2 separate regions of the Mus musculus genome follow, and region 1 is linked to region 2. A link is a contact called in public Hi-C data. All regions are on one chromosome and are shown on one strand. The core of a region is the stretch at or near the end of the contact, and the rest is flanking DNA. Distances in the headings are between cores, read along the strand shown. Region 1 overlaps Snx7 (sorting nexin 7). Region 2 overlaps Plppr4 (phospholipid phosphatase related 4).

Region 1 (2,982 bases), core at 297-2,796, 480 kb after region 2:
GCCTGCTGAATTTAAAACAGAACCATTTACCTCGGCCTGTGCAGTGAGGAAAACCTTGAAATCCTCATTAAATGTTAAAGTGGGATGGTCAGCGATCCTGTTCAGAAACTTGTGCAGCGCCTTCCTGCGGGTCTCAATGAAGTCATCATTGAAACGTTCCACCATGCCTTTGACGATAAACTTTTCTGGCAATGGCTGAGACCAAAAACAAAAGCAACAACTATGTGAGAACACATGCCCATGGCAGCAGATTCAGAATGGAGGATGGAAGATGGAGAGGAGAGACAGAGACAGATACAAGGTGTATGGGGACAGAGGTCACAGAGGAGTGGTGGGGAACCACCATGTATGTATACAAATGCTCCTAGGAACCCTGCTGCTCTCTGTACCAACTTAAAAATAAAATAAAATTTATTTAAAGCATCTATCAGAAAGCTTTGAGATGGCCCAGCACCTAAAGGCACATGCTATCAATTCTGACAGCCTGAGGTTGATCTCAAGAATCCACAAGGTGGAAGGAGAGAAACGAATCCGACAAGTGGTACTCTGACCTGCGTACACGAGCTTGCTTACACACAAATAGCAATTATATTAAAACAAAACAAAAACAACCAAAAAACCCAGAATCTTGCCTATAACATGGCACACCAGGTTGCAAAAAATTCTGAAGACCAGTTGAACACCACCTCATCATTTATTATAAAAATAAGTTTAAAAGAAATCCAGGCTGGGAATATGACTTCCCAAGAAAATAATATTCCTGTTGATCAGGGTGATGACCAGAGCTCAAACTTTGGGGATACACTTGGTGGAAGGAGAATTCCCCCTCCCTCCAGTAGTTTGGGACCTTTCTTATATATGACAGCATCCTTAGGCTACCTCCACAATAAACAAACGAGTAAGTACAATATATTTAAAAACATAAAACTAGTCAGGAAAAATAAAATATCATTCCGTGTTATAATAATTTAAAAAGCTACAGTTAAATCAAAGAGTTTAGAAATAAATGTTCCTAAGTAAAAATCATTGGATTTAAAAGTATTATGTTTGGTACTATGTTTTAGACACTCTAAAATACTCAAGAAAACACAATGGCTATATTACAAACAACAAGCTCCACAAACCCTTATAAACTCACGGGAATAATGAGAGTGGGGTGTGCTTCTTCAAGTTTGCCCTTCAACCACAGGAAATCTTGATAACGTCGCCTGACTTCAAATTCACTGGAATCAAACTCCCCACGAGATGTCTGAGAGAAGAAGGAAAACATAGCAGCCCGTGCAGTGGAAGACAGAAGACATTTGCCTAATTCTATTTTAGATATTATGAAAAAAAAATAGGTCTCTAAGAAAACTTGAATCTTAATTATTCAGTGTTTGTCAGCCTGTATTTTCTTTTTCCAGTCATCTATTCATGCAGCAGATGAAATTAAGCGAACTTTCCGGTTTTTTTTTTTTTTTTTTTTTTTTTTTTCCCACAAAGAAAGCAAACACCATGCTTAAATCTAAAGTCGAAACTGAAAAATCTGTCTTCCAACAGCCATCTGGCTCCCGCAGGCTTTTGAGTACTATTGCTCTGGCGTGGCTTTTCTCGCTTAGAAAGTGTGCTCTGAATGTAGGTTTCAAACATTATTCTTTTCTTGACATGATTAGAATTCAGAATTTGAGGAAAGTTCTATTTTTAAAAATCTGGAAAATAACCTGAATATAACTGAGAAGACTGTTTTCTTGGAACGTGTTCAAGTGAGCTGCTTTCACTAAAATCTGCTGTTGGTATGTAAAAATTCCAACATTTTTTTTTGGAGTGATTTTGCCACTTTTTCCAAAAGAATATAATTAATGGATATTTAATGTAAAAATCTTTTATTCCTGTTATTTCTCAGGGGGAGGGTTTTATTTTATTTTATTTTATTTTGAGCTCTATGCTTAAAGTCTTAAAATTTTAGCAAATATATTAGGTCCGCTCTTCCTGGCGAACCAAAAATCTGTGCCAACTCATGTGGCAAGGCCATGGGTTCCATATCGACCTCACAGTTACTGCTTAAACCACAGGCCAAAAGAAAAGTAGCACTCCTCGAATTCATCTATGACATCTCCTGAGAAAATAACCACTTAACTGGATTTTTTGCATGCTAAAAATTATATACTGTAATATTTAGGTTGAGATTTTCCTGCAGGAGTGAAGATGGAATAAAATAAAAAATATTGCAAACATAGCTCCCATCCCAGAAAATAACAACTACCGACATGGGCGAACCACTTGAAAATTAAGCTGTCACAGGGTACAGTTTTAATGGCTTAGAAATTGCTAAGAAGCTTGTGGAATTACACCACCCTACAGAGTTGATATTTACAATATCATACAGTTTATCTTAGTAAACGTTCTCTTTGCAGTTGGAAAAGGTGGGGGTTCATCAGCTGCAGCAGCCTAGGGATCTAAATGTTCACAAAACACTTCAAAAATGTAGTCATTTTGCAAAATGACACATGATATGGAAACAGTAAGAACAGAAGATCTACATCCAGTAAAAACATGTTGAACAATATATATACACACTGACTGATATGTGGATGTACGTATGCATATGCATCACTCTTGCATATACACACACAAATCATCAGTTAGTCACTCTCTATCGGACGGAGCACCAGGCACTACAAACAGGTTCATGAACCACTTCCACAGCAATAAACTGGTATGACCATGAACACCAATGAAGCTTTCGAGCAATGGTCAGCGAGAATGTGATTCAGCTGTGTACGTTCTCAGTCACTTCCAAGTTTTTTTTTTTTCTTTTTTGGTTTTTTTCAAGACAGGGTTTCTCTGTATATCCCTGGCTATCCTGGAACTCATTTTGTAGACCAGGCAGGCCTTGAACTCAGAAATCTGCCTGCCTCTGCCTCCCGAGTGCTGGGATTAATGGAGTGCACCACCACGCCCCGCTCCAAGTCTTTAGTAAACACAAAGCAATCTGTTGAAAAT
Region 2 (2,932 bases), core at 396-2,895:
AACAATGTCCTCTTTTATTGAAAATGACATTTATTTATTTATTCATTGTGTTTGTATGTATGCATGCATGCATGCATGTATGTATATATGTGTGTGCATATGTATGAATGTATGCATTTATGTATATATGCATGTATGTATGTTGTACATTTTGATACAGAGGTAAAAGGGCAACATGTGGGAGTGAGTCTATCCTCTCCTTCTAACCCTCCTACCATGTTGGTGGCAGGTACTGAAGTTAGGTCACTGGGCTTGAGCCACCCCACCGACTCAATGGCTTTTTTTTTTTTTAACTGAAGACTGAGCTAAAAGGTGCATGCTCTTCTAACGGCTTTACAAAGAAAACTCATATTCCCTATACAAAGCCAAGAGCACTCCACTGTCTTTAACCATGACCAATATTACAGACTGTATCCAGGGACCCTGTGAAACTCAAGCATCTTCTAGAAACTTGGGAGGTGACCGCTTCTGGGGAACAGTGTGAGTGAAGAAGTAGAATTTGTTCAACCTGGAAGGGGAAAGAGTCCACCTCAGGTCAAGGGCAATTGTACAAGAGGAAATGAAAGAACACAATGTAGTCATCTTACAGACATGATGCCTGAACCACTGAATGTACTCTGTAGCTAAGCAATAGGCATCTTATTTTCTATCATAGATGAATATATGTATATTCATATTGAGGCTACATGATTTTTATCACATAAAAGGAAATAGACAGCTAGAGAGCTAATGTGGTCAAAATTATGCACAACACGGCACAGGTGATGTTTGAACCAGGTCAATCTATCTTTAAGGTTCATTGTGTTCCCAATCAATCAAATGTTGCTAGACATTGCAGTTGACAGAACTGTATCTAGGTTTATTTTATCCCTCTCTGGTCCATGTGAAATTTTACCAGTTAAGTTCCTTTGTGTAATGGAAAAAAGAAAGCATCTTCAATAAATGATGCCGGTCTAACTGGCAGTCAGTATGTAGAAAAATGAAAAATGACTCATATTTGTCATCTTGCACAAAGTTCAAGTCCATATGGATCAAAGACCTCAACATAAAACCAGGTACACTGAATCTAATAGAAAAGAAAGTGGGAAAGAACCTCAAACTCATGGGCATGGGGGTGGGGTGGGGATTTCCTAAACAGAACTTCAATGGCTCAGGCTCTAAGATCAAGAATTTATAAATGGTACTGAATGAAACTGAAAAGCTTCTGTAAGGCAAAGGACATAGTCAATAGGACAAATCGTCAACCTACAGATTGGGAAACCATATTCTGATAGAGGGCTAATATCCAAAATATATAAAGAACTCAAGAAGCAAAGAACAATCTAAAATGGCCCACACCTTAAAGAAAGACAAGACCTGAAGACTTTTCTCCCCTGAATACTGGCCGTCTCACTGTCTTTATGTTACTTCAGTTATACTCTCTATGCTGATATGTGATGGAAGGAGATTTACTTGAATTTTGTCAATCTATCTTAATCCCCGAGTCATGGGGAACTATGTCCCAAAGTCAAGGGACATTCCTCTAGTGCTTTTAAATTGACATGTTAATTCAAGTTCTGTTTATTCATCTTGCAAAAGAGACTCATCCTGCAGATTCCTCCCACTAGCTTCAAAATGAGTCATTTCTAAGGAGCTGGGTAGTGCTTGCTGCCAACTCCTAAATAGCTGGAAGAATGATGCCTTCTTCCCTCTTCTACAATCTCTTTAGAGGTTCATCGTGCATTCAAGTTTCAGGGAGACAATTTGCCATCCAATTTTGGAGGTCTCTATTAGAAGTCTATTACCACCCCCAAATACAGTGTTATAGATACTCATTTTAATCTCACGAGGCAGGCACAGTGGCCCATGCCTCTCATCCCAGCATGTGCAAAGTACAGTCAGGAGGGTCAGGGATTTAAGGCCAGTCTTGCTACTAGTTAAGTTGAAGCCAGCTTGGGCTCCCTTGGCATCCTATTTCAAAACACAACCAAAAATCAAAATAAGAAAATGCAAACAAAATCTTATAATAAACTCAATGATTTATTTCAAGTCATCTTTCTGTAACTTCTCTGGCTTAATGAATTCATAGAAGGTGTCAGAGTGGGTCAATGTGAAAATAATGATTTCCATTCCTGGAAAATGTATAACATTTGTAAGATTTTTTTTCTCCTAGAGACACAATTCCAATGAATTATAAAACATCTTTACTTTTAAGATCCTAAGTTAAAGGGTATGTAGTCCATGAAAAGTTTCTCAAGAGTCAGTAGCATTCTTTAAGAGAATGATTGAATTTTTTGGTTTGTAGCCTCATTCATTGAGATTACAAACATATACAGCTGTGTTCTGGTGTAGTCAGCTTCCAGCTGACCTCGGATGAGTATCTCTTAGGGACAGACCCCCAAAATCATTAATTTCTCTCCAATAAACATAAAAGATTTAGATATGATTAAAAGTGCTTTAGCAAAAAAAAAAAAAAAAAAAAAAAAGAAAAAAAAGAAAAAAAAAAAACACTACTAAATGGATCAGCAGTGCTACAAGTGGTTTAGCCACTGATGTAGAAGCAGGCAGCTCAGAGTCCCATTCCTTGATTCTGTTCACTGAGCCTTCTGGGCACACATAGCCATAGCCTCAAGATTCCTTGTAAAAAAGGATAATAGATGAAACAATGATTTTAAGCAAACAGGGTCTCTCTCTCTCTTCCCCTCCCCCCCACATCTGCTTCTTTTCTATAGGTCTGAGATGAAGGGAAAGGTTGACAGGTCATTTCTCTGAAACTTATGCAGGTCATATACACCTCTCTTAAAACTTAAATCTTTCAAAAAATATATGGCACATAAAAGAAACTCTGAGATATACAGCAATATCAAAGGAGAGCCTTGACAGAAGATGTCTTCTCCAAGTTTCAACATAGTAGCTCTTCCCCAATCCAGATCAACCTCTCAGTCACCAAACA

The links. Hi-C and Micro-C count contacts between places; a contact is called where the count stands out from the background.
Region 1: a Hi-C map of cortical neurons shows a contact between it and region 2, with 2.2 times the contacts expected there. The contact joins two enhancer-like sites. A contact is called at or near these places in 1 of 39 promoter capture datasets (hippocampal neurons), 2 of 484 Hi-C or Micro-C datasets (cerebral cortex and cortical neurons) and 1 of 9 other capture datasets (liver).

The regions. Positions count from the first base shown.
Region 1 is chr3:117,838,790-117,841,771 of GRCm38.p6, forward strand. Snx7 (sorting nexin 7) reads right to left here. Exons shown (of 9, transcript NM_029655.3): 3 at 1,139-1,249; 4 at 31-195. Among named protein-coding and RNA genes, the nearest start is that of Gm52614, 16 kb to the right of the region's middle. Within about 2 kb of position 1,547, at least 12 of the 459 cell types and tissues checked have an H3K27ac peak or open chromatin away from gene starts, as enhancers often do. A contact at or near this core is called in cortical neurons, where this site is marked.
Region 2 is chr3:117,355,931-117,358,862 of GRCm38.p6, forward strand. All of the region lies in intron 1 of Plppr4 (phospholipid phosphatase related 4), which reads right to left. Among named protein-coding and RNA genes, the nearest start is that of Plppr4, 3.5 kb to the right of the region's middle. Within about 2 kb of position 1,646, at least 9 of the 459 cell types and tissues checked have an H3K27ac peak or open chromatin away from gene starts, as enhancers often do. A contact at or near this core is called in cortical neurons, where this site is marked.